Regions from separate parts of the Sus scrofa genome. Here region 1 is linked to region 2. A link is a contact called in public promoter capture Hi-C data. All regions are on one chromosome and are shown on one strand. Each heading gives the region's core, a stretch centred on a gene start, on an enhancer-like site or on the middle of the called end of the contact. The rest is flanking DNA. Distances are from core to core; before and after follow the strand shown. Region 1 holds the start of ARPC2 (actin related protein 2/3 complex subunit 2). Region 2 holds the start of RPL37A (60S ribosomal protein L37a).

Region 1 (6,577 bases), core at 1,431-3,930, 1.6 Mb before region 2:
CTACTGCCTTTCTTTAATGTCCACCCCAACACTCCTCTGTAACTTTCTTACAGACTCTCTCAGAAAGGCCCCTCTTTTCTGTTCCTGCCTGGTGCTGAGCACTGGCAGAACCCCATAAATGTTTATGATTATCACACCAGATAGCCTTCTCTGGAAGTTCTGGCTAGGCCTGCGCTTTGATAAATACTTAACTACTTCACTGCCGCCTCACCTTACTGGTGGTATGCCTGGAAATTCACATTCCTTCTAGAGGCAGGCTTCTGCTAAAAGGTACATGTGCAATCCCAGGAAAGCCCTGCCTTCGAGGCTGAATATCATGGTCTCTTTCGAAAGATTTTCAAAGTGCTTTCCAGCAGAACATGCTTTGAGCCCACTTATTTAAAATCACATCTCAAAGGGAAGATGGGCCAGAGTAAAAGCCAAAACCTTGCTGCCCTGTTCCACTATTTGACATTGCCACAACATATACTTTGTTAAAAAAAAAAAAGGCCCAGAAATTCTAACTTATCCCTTCCGGACTTGAGTGACTACTTTATTCCTGCTGAAATGATTAGTAAATCTTTTTAAGCGAACTATTCTAAAAGGGAAAAGAGTTGAAGCTCTATAAGGGGCTACATTTCAGAATCACGAGATATTAAAACACAAGTAGATGTGAATATACTCTTACACTACAAGGCATGCTTCTACTTGAAAATGCACAGGGATATATCTTGTAGATCAGCTTATAACCATCCAGGTCTCATTTTTTGCTAGTTTAAACTTGCGAATTAATTCACTTAAGATCATCTGTGAAAATGCAGAAGTTAATTTAACTTCCTCCTATGTGCTACACTGCTCAAAAAAGTACCCAGCAATCACCCAAAATAAGCCACTAAGCTGATTCGCTCAAACATTTAAAATGCAAAGGAACTGGTAAGCAAAGCTGAAGACAAGAAGCAAGCTAACCTAAAATATAAGTAACTGCAGCCCCTGACAGGAAACAGTAGCTACTGCTCACTGCCTATGTTACTTCAAGGAAAGTTGTTCTTTGTTTTATAGATAAAATCTATGGCTTTATAAAAGAGATTAGAAGACACAATATATTCAATTTAAGCAGTTGGTTAAAAGCATTTTTTTTTTCAAAATGCCTCCAAGCCACAAGTTCGTTTTGTCCACTTAGAATTTCCCCTTCACCAATACTCTCCCATCTGTGACTCTTCAAGCACTTACTCTCCTATTCCTAGTTCCCAGTTCGCCAGAAACAGTTTGCACTTACTTCCTCCACTGTGTAACCAAGATGTGAAGCCCCATCCTCAAGGGATGGGGAAATGAGGCAAAGAGACTGGCCGCAGGCCATCCAAAATTAGGAGCTAAAACCAATTCCTTGGTTCATGTTTTAAATATTGTATCAGACAAGCGAACAACTTGGGGGGAGGTCGTCTTTCTACTGGTTCTGCGTTTGACAGAGACGGCTGCCTTAGAAACATCTCCTAAAGCCCATTTTTAAAAGGGCCAATGGTTAAAAACAGGTTTATCTAAGAACGTTACAGGCTCTGAAGGCATTTCAGTGTGTTATCTGGGCCAGAATTACTACAGAAGAAATCACAGGCCAGGGGTATGATACAAGAACTTAAAAAGATAAACAACCAGATAGAGGATACTGGGTGGAGAAAGGAGAATAGAACCTCAGAGGAGTGATAAGGAAGGGGTGTGGATGGGGGGGGTATTAACTTTGCTTGCGAAATGTGACAAAATAGGCAGTGTCTGTTACAGAAGGGTTCGGTGAAGGAAAACTAGAGAGATCGGGTTTTCCGGCTGCAAGACTGGGCCTGCCTTCAGCTTTCCCTCTGGCTCCTTTAGACGAGGAGGTGGGGGTGGGGAGCGAGAAGGCTGGTGGTGATCTGCGCCTCTTCTGGGTACATCTTCTTCACTCTTCCAGTCCTGGGAATCCCTGAAAACTCCTTCCAACCCAATCCCCAATGGGCTCTCTCCGGGTTCTGAACAATGACGGGAGAATACGGTGGGAAGCGGTCCCCTGCTCGCTCCAGAGGGCAATGGGATCCTCCAGCGAGAGTTCCGGTCCAAGCTACCCTCACGTCCCACAGGTCTCTTTGGCACGCGCACTCCTGTCCACTCACTGCTTCCGCATCCTTCCTCTGAGCCTCTCCCCACGCATCTCTGCCCCTCACCCCGCCGCGCCCAACCACCTCCCATGTCTACCCCGCCGGGGCAGTCCCTGCACCCGGCCAGGTCTCCCACCTCCCTACTCCACGTATGACGGTCTGAACGATTGGCAGGGGTCAACTTTGCCTCCCCCGCCACCCACCGGCCCTAGGCGCGCGCTCACCCGGCGGCCGCGTTCTCGAACTTGAGCGCGAGCGTCTCCTCGATGATGCGGTTGTTCACCTCCAGCAGGATCATGGCGGCGGCTGCCCCGGACAGGGGAAGGAGAAACAAGGGCGGGTGAGGGTGGGTAAGGGAGGAAAGGACGGAGGGAGCGGCCCTGCTGCCCCCTGAGGAGGGGGGCTGGGTGGGGAAGGTTAGGGGAGAAGGGGAAAGGGACCAGGGTGGGGGAAAGGGGAAGACGCGCGTGCTAGCCCGCGCACGCACTGACTGTGGAGACACCCACCCACCCGACCGACCTGGCCCCCGAAGCCTGAACCCGCCTGCCGAGCCGCCGCCGCCGCCGCCGCCGCCGCCGCTGCCGCCTCACCGACAAGCTCGGTCCCCGCCCAGCCCCCGGCTCCAGCCGGCCACTTCCGCTCTCACACCCACTTCCGCTCGCCGCCCGGACGCGCGGCCCCGAGGCCCCGCGGCGCCATTTCCGCTCCGACCCCTCGTGCGCGCGCACGCAGGCGCACCAGGTGAAGGGGCGGAGGCCGCGCGTGCGCACGCGCGATGCCGCGACTCTCCACTTTCCCACAGCCCCGCCCTCGGCCCGCTGTTGAAAGTGTGTCTCCCGGCTAGCTGTCATTCCTCGAGGCCTGCCTCGCGGTCCAGCGCTTGCATCCTGCACTCCCGAAGAGTTTACTTCTACGCACGAGGTCCTGTTATTTCTGACAAGAAGCTCACTGTTTTCATTTCCTAGTCGGCGTCTTTACTCTCACTTTGTGGTCGGTGTGATCCTTCCTCATGCCACACTAATGGCTGTCCAGTGGCACCATCGTGCCTTAATTTGCTCAGCAAATGTTAAGTGGGCTCCTGTTCTGTGCTGGGGATACAGTGACGCCTGAAACAGATGAGGTTCCGCCCTCGTGGAGCTTATAGTCTGGCAAAGGAAACAGACAACAAACTTTCAGATATGTAACTACAAATCGGTTAAAAGAGCAAAGAAGGAAAGGAATGAGACGTCACCAAAGTGAATAAGCCTCCCTGGGTTCCTCTCTTGTCTCCCTTTCTGTGCCTGGAGATGCCTCTAGGTGCCCCAAACGTGATTTTTTTCTGCCTTACCTCCCAGCACCTCTGCCAGAGACATAATTTTTTACTCATCTGTGTGAGGAAAATGAACTCATTTTTGTGTTGCGTCTGCCTGTGTGCCTGGTTTTGTACTTTTCCTTCTCCAGGGAGAATCTAACAAATTTAGCTGAGCTCTTTTTAGGAGTATTGATTTATTTTCTGCTAAGTGTTCTTAAGAAAGTATCAGGGAGGCAAAAATTGACAAAAACTAGCTCTTGTCATCAGGCCCAGACAGCTCTTCAAAATGAATTTATTTACTGGACATGGATAAACTTCAAGACATTGCAAATACCCCCAAATTATTTGCTAACTCTCTTTTTTTCTGTTTAGGGGTGCTCCTGCTTTCTTTTCCAATTCAGAAGACTCAAGTCATATTTTCCATCCACTTAGTAGAGACCTTCTATAGAGCTTCCTTTCTGCTTTCCTTCATTCCTCTTTTTCTTCTTCTTTTTTCTTTCTTTCTTTCTTTTTTTTCTTGATTTTTAGGGCCACACCTGCTGCTTATGGAGGTTCCCAGGCTAGGGGTCCAATCGGAGCTACAGCCGCCCTCCTACGCCATGGGCATAGCAACTCAGGATTCAAGAGCAGTGTCTGTGACCTAGACCACAGCTCATGGCAACATCAGATCTTAACCCACTGAGTGGGGCCAGGGATTGAACCTGCATCCTCATGGATCCTAGTCAGGTTCGTTAACCGCTGAGCCACGAAGGGAACTCCCTCTATTTTTTTAATGGCCACACCTGTGGCAAATTGGAGTTGCAGCTGCCTGCCTGTGCTACAGCCACAACAATGCCAGATCTGAGCCTCATAGGCGACCTATGCTGCACTTGTGGCAACACTGGATCCTTAACCCACTGAGTAAGGCCAGGGATTGAACTCATAGCCTCATGGATGCTAGTTGGGTTCTTAATCTGCTGATCTGCAATGGAAACGCCTATGCTAACGTTTTAACATTGTTTATTGAACGAAATAATGCAGATACATTACTAAAAGTATATGCAGACTACATATACTATAAAGACTTGTAATGGAAGAAGGAGTTCCCTGGCCTACTCTTTAGCGGCAATAGCCTCAACTCTTTTATATGTTCATCCAGATTAGATCCACATATCTAAATAAATGCTTACGCTACTAATTCTTGATTTGTTAATTTTAAAGATTATTTGTTGGCTTCCTATCATGATAGATAAGAACATGACTATCACTTCTGTTCTCCACCTCCACTGTTATGTAACAATTTTTAGTTAAACCAATAATCAGGGAGTTCTGTCGTGGCGCAGTGGTTAATGAACCTGACTAGGAACCATGAGGTTGCAGGTTCAATCCCTGCTCTTTCTCAGTGGGTTAAGGATCCGGCGTTGCTGTGAGCTGTGGTGTAGGCTGCAGATGCGGCTCAGATCCCACGTTGCTGTGGCTCTGGCGTAGGCTGGCGGCTACAGCTACTATTGGACCCTCAGCCTGGGAACCTCCATATGCCGCAGGAGCGGCCCTAGAAAAGGCAAAAAGACAAAAAAACAAAAACAAAAACAAAACAAAAAACCCCCCAATAATCAGTATTTAGGGAGTTCCCATTGTAGTGCAGTGGGGATGAATCCGACTAGGAACCATGAGGTTGCAGGTTCGATCCCTGGCCTTGCTCAGTGGGTTAAGGATCCAGTGTTGCTGTGAACTGTGGTGTAGGTCGAAGATGCAGCTCAGATCTAGTGTTGCTGTGGCTGTGGCTTAGGCCGGTGTCTGCAGCTCTGATTTGACCCCTTGCCTGGGAACCTCCATATGCCACGGGTACAGCCCTAAAAAGCAAAACAAAAACAAACAAACCAGCATTTAAATTATGTATAATTTAAATCTGCATATACACATACATATTAAATTATGTATATTTAAATTATGTATAATCAGCATTTAAATTATGTATGCAAACATTGTTTGCCAGTGAGCCAATAGGTGCCCTACAACCATGCCTTCTAGCTTATACAGACTTCCATTAAAAAAAAAATTAGTTGATATACAATGTTGTGCTAATTTCTGCTGTACAACAGTGACTCAGTTATATATGTGCATATATATATATATATTCTTTTTTAATATTTCCTTCCATTATGTTTTATCCCAGGAAATTAGATATAGTTCCACTTCATTATTTTTCTTTTCTTTTTATGGCTGCATCTGAGGCATGTGGATGTTTCCGGGCTAGGGGTCGAATTGGAGCTGCTGGCCTATACTACAGACACATCAACTCTGGATCTGAGCCACATCTGCAACGTATACGGCAGGTTGCGTCAATGCCGGATCCTTAACCCACTGAGCGAGGCCAGGAATTGAACCCACCTCACGGACACCATGTCAGGTTCTTAGCCTGTTGACCAAAAGGGAAACTCCTCCCTTCATTTTTCTTAAAGGTTCATTATTGCCTTTTTTCCTCACTTGTCAATTTTCTATATTATCTACAGTTAGCTGCCTCCACCCCTGCAAGTGCTCTAAGACTGTCCAAGAGTTGGGCAATATTTTCCATATACTCAAATGCATACGTTCCATTTTTTCTCTAGAATCGTTGTCTCAGAGCCTCCTTCCTCCTGTTTCAATCCGGACTGACTACTCCCTACACTTGCTGTATAGTTGCCACTCTGGAATTTTCCTTCATTGCTGTTCTGGGCTGGTTTTGCCCATTTCCTGGATCCCATGCCTTCCTCTTCCTTGATTTACTTCCTTGTTTTGCTAAAGCACCTCTAGTAACTTTGTAAGGAAGAGAGATAGGGGATATGCTGTTGGATCACTGTACATTTTAAAACATCTTAGTTTTATTCTAACACGATTTGTAGTTGGATTTATAGTTGGGCTGGTTTTTGAATTCAAGTTTGAAAATAATTTTCCATCATAATTTTAAAGGTGTTATTAGTTTTCTTCTACCTTCCCGGGTTACTATTGTAAAAATTCTGATTCCTATTCATATTCCTGATCCTTTGTACGTTATATCTTCTCCATTTCTGAAAGCATTAGGATTTTCTCTTTAGGCTATTGGTTGGAAATTTTATAATGATGTGCTTTGTTGTGACTCTTTGGAGGAAATTTTCTTTGATTATTTCCTTTGTAATTTCCATTTTCTTTGTTCTTTCTGGAATGTCTGTTATTTAGAAGTTAGAAT
Region 2 (6,105 bases), core at 3,486-5,985:
GCAAATTAACTTTGGAACACGTTAGTTTTCCAAACCAGTTTATTGGCATGCTCTTTCACCCCTGCCAGTGAGTTCTGAGTGATCACATCTTGTCCTTATTCCAGTGAGTGGTCAATGCACACTGGTTTAATGGTCTCTATTCTCAACTAAGCCCCTTCTTCACTAGCTGAATTCACAAAAACACCTGAAAGCCTATGGTGTCAGCCAGACTGCCCCTCTCCTGATACTCCTCTCAAGGCACCCAGCTTAGAGGGCTGATTATGGCATATTAACTTGACCCTTGACTCATTTTGACTGACATACCCCAAAACATAAAGTTACCCTCCCCTGCTGGCGAATTCTGGTTCAAAGCGCTATCAACAACAACAAACTCGAGTTCCCTGATGGCTCAGTAGATTAAAGATCTGGTGTCACCACTGCCGTGGCTTGGGTATGATACCTGGCTGGGTAACTTCTGCATGTTGCAGCCACGGCCAAATAAAAACAACAAAATAGTTTCTGGTTTTCCAGGGGTAGTCAGCAGCAAAAGTTTTAAACTTTGTACACACTGCTTGGTTCTGGTTGCTATTTTCAAAATTGTTAACTGAGTCCTCCCAAAATTCCTTCTCAGTCTCAGTTGTCACTTTCAAAACTCAGCCTCTAGTCCTCACCTCTTATGGATAATGCTGTAAAATCAAGCTCAAGTACCCCTATCCCTTATCTCAACACCCAGAACAAAACTTGCCTACAGATGGGCTCCATTTTGGCTTTCTGGCTACTGCACGCACACAGACACAAACAGTATTTAGGATACAATGAGACAGCCCTTAAGCTCAGCATCCAGTGAGGAATACATGCCTTATTCATCTTTATATCCTGATACAAAGTATTAGACAACTTAGAATAAAAGGCTCAGAAAACCACTGTAAAAACAAGCCAGAGGCTGGAAGTCTTTAGTTTATAAAGGAGCAGATTAAGAGGGAACATTCTTGAGCCCATAATATATAAGGCAGCCTAGGACAGTGAAAAAAAAAACAACAACCAAAACATCGACTAGGAATCAGAAACCTAATTTTTAGCCTTACCAGCTGCCTCCTGAGTCTTGGCAAAATTGCTATTTTCTTAGCCAAAGAAATATTTACTATTTCAACAGCCTTCTAATTGGTCTCTATGTCCCCCATGCAAGCCTCTTCATAAAAAACATGTCTAGGACTATCAGCTCTGAAGCCTAGAATGCATGGGTTGAAATACCAGCTTCATAATTTACAAGCTCTGTAACTTTCTCTTGACTCAATAAGGGTATTACCTATACTGTATAAGGTTGTTGTGGGATTAAATGATACTCCATGTTTAGAATACTCAAGCGCAACAAACATTACATCACTGCTCATAAAACTCTCATCACCCAGATTCCTAAGCAGAGTAAGACAAAAGTCTTCAAATAAGATTCCGCATTAGTAATCCCAGCCCCTCTCATATATTCTATTGCACTACCAGCACTGTTCAGGAAACTGATACTGAGGAGTAACTCAGACCACACAACTACCTAGGCAATTTGGCAGAATAAGTGCTTCTTCACCACAGCCACCTAATGCTTATTCAACTCCTTATGCTGATGCAAAATTTTAGCCACTCACTTGGGGAATCCCTGAAGACCTGTGTCAAACACTTCTATGAAATCGGTATATAATCAGACAAAACACCAAAGGTTAATAGGCAATGTATGTTAAAATATCTTAAAATATAGACAGACTGTGATTTTAAAACAAGTTTGCACAGCGTGATGTATCTCAAAGAAGTCGAACTGGCAAGGAAAGCCTTAGGCTTATGTCATATATCATCTGACTACCAAAAAAACCAATAGATTGTGACAACCCATCTCAGCATGATTTTATAAGAAAATTAAAAGGATTTTAATTTCCAAGTCTTTTTTAAGAAAGCAAAATTAATGCAAATAAGAATGTCAACAAACCAAAGTAGTTCTGTTACATAAATTAACCCATTTATTATAGGCTAGCAAAATTTCCACTGGTGGTGCTTCTACTGGTCCTTCAATTCCTTCAGTCTTCTGATGGCAGACTTTACTGTGACAGCAGAAGTGGTGCTGGAAAGAAAAACAAATTTGGTTCCAAGATAATCAACTAGTTAACATGTGAAACGGCAAGTAAGAAACCTGCCTCCGTTTTACATTATAATCTTAATCTTACATCCATCAACTGTCATGTCTTCAGGATGTGAAGACAATCTCATGCATCTGATTTCTCAGACAGGAGAGCATAAAATTAACAGGAAGAAATGGTTGCAAGAAGCTAACTCATTAAAAGGGAATGGACAGACTGTCAGAAGAAACTAATAAATTATAAGATGTGTACCATCAATGAGCAGTATCAAGAAGACGTCTAAAGCAGTAGAACAGACTAAAGCACGTTTTGGAAATGACAGTACATTTTGCCACAATATTCAGAAAGAGCATTTGAAAAACATCCATCCCACCCCACAGGGAAGACATATGAATACTAATTCATTTTACCATCACAATCAAGTGCACCGCACTCCCCATTTTTGTCCTCAAAACCCCACAAGGTGTCTATCTACCTATATATACACACATCTCCATGTTATCATTTCAACATTTTCCAATTATTTTACACTACTTTAATTTTAAATTTAAAAAAATTTCAGGAGTTCCCGTCGTGGTGCAGTGGTTAATGAATCCGACTAGGAACCATGAGGTTGCGGGTTCGGTCCCTGCCCTTGCTCAGTGGGTTAACAATCTGGCGTTGCCGTGAACTGTGGTGTAGGTCGCAGACACAGCTCGGATCCCGCAAGTTGCTGTGGCTCTGGTGTAGGCTGGTGGCTACAGCTCCAATTCGACCCCTAGCCTGGGAACCTCCACATGCCGCGGGAGCGGCCCAAGAAATAGCAAAAAGACAAAAAAAAAAAAAAAAAAAAAATCAACTACACTAGCTGTATCCCTTTTACTATATGTAAGGTACTAGTACTGGACAGCTGTACACTGACTAGAAGTGAAACACCTCAGCCTTCAGGGTCAGCAACGAATTCTACAACTAGAGGTCTTTGGGGGTGGCTCGAATTTTCAGAATTGGATAACCATAGGAGTCCACACAATAACCAGCATAAAAGTCCACAAGGCAATAGCACCTGGTCCTTGTCAGAGCCACAAAACTGAGAAAGTCCAACCACATTGTTTAAAAGGGCAAAGGTGTGGTAGCCCAGATGGCCTCCATACATATATGACAAGAAACAGCCTGCCTTAAGTGTTCAGCAGTCAGCCCAACAGACCTGTACAACATTCCTTGATGACCCTAATGAATGAATGTAAAATTCTAAAGTAATGTGATCACACTTTAAAAGCATTCTTTTGTTTAATAAGAGTTTAAACTAGCCCATTCAACATCAAACCTGGAATTGTGACATGGTCCACGCACTTTCAGTTACGACAAAGAAATAAGACTCACTTGTAGGTCCAGGCACCACCAGCTACCGTTTTCATGCAGGAACCACAGTGCCAGATGCCCACAGCTCGTCTCTTCATCTTGGTCTGTAAAAGACAACCAATTTTCCCTCTGACCAAAGAACAGCCTTTTATATCACAAAAATCTAAGAATCTAAATTACACTAGAATTAAAGCTGGTGTATTTTACCATTTTTTTCCCCTAACTTCAAGTTTTCTGCTGCAAAATTTGCATAAACTGTGGTGATATTTTCAGGGATGTGGAAGATCTGCAACTCCCCCCCCCAAAAAAAACACAAGAATTGCCGGAATACAGTATTTTTTGCACACAATAAACATACAAACATTAAACAAAGATCTCTACCCGACACTGGTAGACAAAACAGACAGAACTGTGTTCCACAAAACTGGTTTGGCTTAAGCTGGGACTGTCAACTGTTTACCCTTTAGTTCCCACTTGTCGTCACAGGAAAAAAAGGTTTTTACAAAATCCAGAGTTATCAACAATACTCTCGTCTTGCAACTGGTTACCAATTATGTGCAATTCTGAGAACCAGCAAACCATCTATAAACTTCCTTCAAGAAGCCTCACTCCGGAAGGAAACCTTCCCTCCCTCCCTCTTCGCCGCGCCCCCCGCTTCCCGGCCCACAGCCCATCTTACTTTGCCACAGAAGGAGCAAGTGTACTTGGCGTGCTGACTGATTTCAATTTTCTTCACCATTTTCCTGAGGGAAGCACCATAACGGGTCCCGTATTTGCCCACGATTCCAACCTTCTTGGTGCGTTTGGCCTGTTAAAAAAAAAAAAAGTTAGGGAAAAACCCAGCAACAAGGACTCTGACCCTCCACACACCATCCTTCCACCCACCCAGCCCCCGCCTGCTCCCCGCTCGCCCATCACATCCTGGTAAAACCAAGGTCCGAGGGCACTGGGTTAACCCAGCCCGGACGCGCCAGCCTTCGCCAAGCCGCCCCAGTCTCCGTCTGAGGAGCGGCGAAGGCACGGAGGCCGGGGACACAGGACCGAACAGGCGAGCAGAGGCGGGTCGGCGCGAAGAAACCAAGAAAAAGGCAGATGCACGCAGATAGACACCTAGGCCTCACAGGGACCAACACTCACCATTTTGCCGCAAACCCGGTCCGAGCCCAGAGAGGAAGAAGGGTTGTGCGCAGGCGCAGTTTTAGGCGGACGAGCGGAAGCGGCGGCTGGGAGGCCCAGCTAGGAACTGAACTCTATGGTTCGGAGGTCTCCTCCCACCCGGTGCCTTCTGGGTAATGTGGCCGACCTTCTTTCTGACAGGTTTACCCTGATTCACAGATTGCAGCAACGGACTGGATAGCAGAGGCACTTTCTCCCATCGGCATTATTTTACACGTATCTCACCAAGTTCTGCAAAACCAAGTATGATTTCCTCCATTTTACAGACACTTCATATTTTAAGTGACTTGCTCACAGGCACTTGGCTTAGAAAAGTGCTTAACTTTTACGACTCCAAATTTCGTCGCTTTCTGTATAATGCATTCTGAAAGCGGCAAGCCCTGTGCAGGAAGCCAGGATAGCGGTGGCGAAAAACCAAAGCTCCACTCTTACATGTTATAGTCCGGCCAGGGGAAGCCATATGACCTCTTTAACAAGTTATAATTTCAAAGAAATCAGAGCTCTGAAGGAAGGAAGATGGTCCCATCTATCCTAGGAAGAGCCTGGGGCTCCCTGAGAAAGGCTGAGACGAGAAAGCTGGAGAGGAATAGTCACGGTCGAGGTTCGTCTGGCAGCTTCTCCCTCCGTCTCAGTTCTGTTTGCCTGCCGCTCTATTTCAGAATCCATCCCATGGCCCTGATGGGAGGGTGGAAGTACGCACAACCTAAGAGATGAGAATCATCTTCTACTTGGTGGACTTTCTGAGGACTTATGTGGGAAAGACAGCTTCTCAGATATTTCTGAGGGACTCCTCCCAAGAAATAAAGGAGGAGCCAGGATTTATAGGAATTTTGGCGACAAAAACTAAATGGTAGGAACATCAAAATATTACTGTTGAAGTTCCCACTGTGGCACAGTGGGATCGGGTGGTGTCTCTGAAGTGCCAGGACAGAGGTTCAATCCCCCACCCAGCACAGTGGGTTAAAGGAGCTGGTTTTGCCACAGCCCCAACATAGGTCACAACTGTGGCTTGGATCTGATACCTGGCCTGAGAACTCCATATGCTGCAGGGCAGCCAAAAGATGAAAAAAAAAAAAAAATTACTGGTCGTTAAAGAAAAAGACATGTCAGGTTAATGAATTTAGCGCTTTTCTATGTGTGGGAAAATGCAAGAGTCTGGGCTTATTAAAATTATTCTTTTGAGAAGTTCCTTTCATGGCTCAGTGGTTAATGAACCCAACTAGGATCCATGAGGACGAAGGTTTGATCCCTGGCCTTACTTACTGGGTTAAGGATCCAGCATTGCTGTGAGCTGTGGTCTCAGACACAGGTTGCAGACATGGCTTGGATCCCACGTTGCTGTGGCTGTGGCTGTGGCATAGGCCAACGGCTACAGCTTGGATTCAACCCCTAGCCTGGGAACCTCCATATGCCTCGGGTGCAGCCCAAAATGGAAAAACAAAAAAATTATTCCTTTGATATGCATCTTAACTATCTAAGGCCAGCATCCCAT

Evidence for each region. Promoter capture Hi-C pulls out the DNA fragments that hold promoters and counts their contacts.
Region 1: a contact with region 2 is called in a promoter capture Hi-C map of liver, with 5 times the contacts expected there. The contact joins the promoter of ARPC2 here to the promoter of RPL37A in region 2. A contact is called at or near these places in 1 of 5 promoter capture datasets (liver) and 1 of 2 datasets of contacts at active chromatin or transcription factors (skeletal muscle).

Annotation. Positions count from the first base shown.
Region 1 is chr15:120,293,225-120,299,801 of Sscrofa11.1, reverse strand. ARPC2 (actin related protein 2/3 complex subunit 2) reads right to left here and starts at 2,680. Exons shown (of 11, transcript NM_001190239.1): 1 at 2,622-2,680; 2 at 2,327-2,408. The coding sequence starts at 2,400.
Region 2 is chr15:118,700,828-118,706,932 of Sscrofa11.1, reverse strand. It overlaps RPL37A (60S ribosomal protein L37a), which reads right to left and starts at 4,735. Exons shown (of 4, transcript XM_021076246.1): 1 at 4,575-4,735; 2 at 4,117-4,245; 3 at 3,459-3,541; 4 at 1,959-2,083. The coding sequence starts at 4,577. The coding sequence ends at 2,020.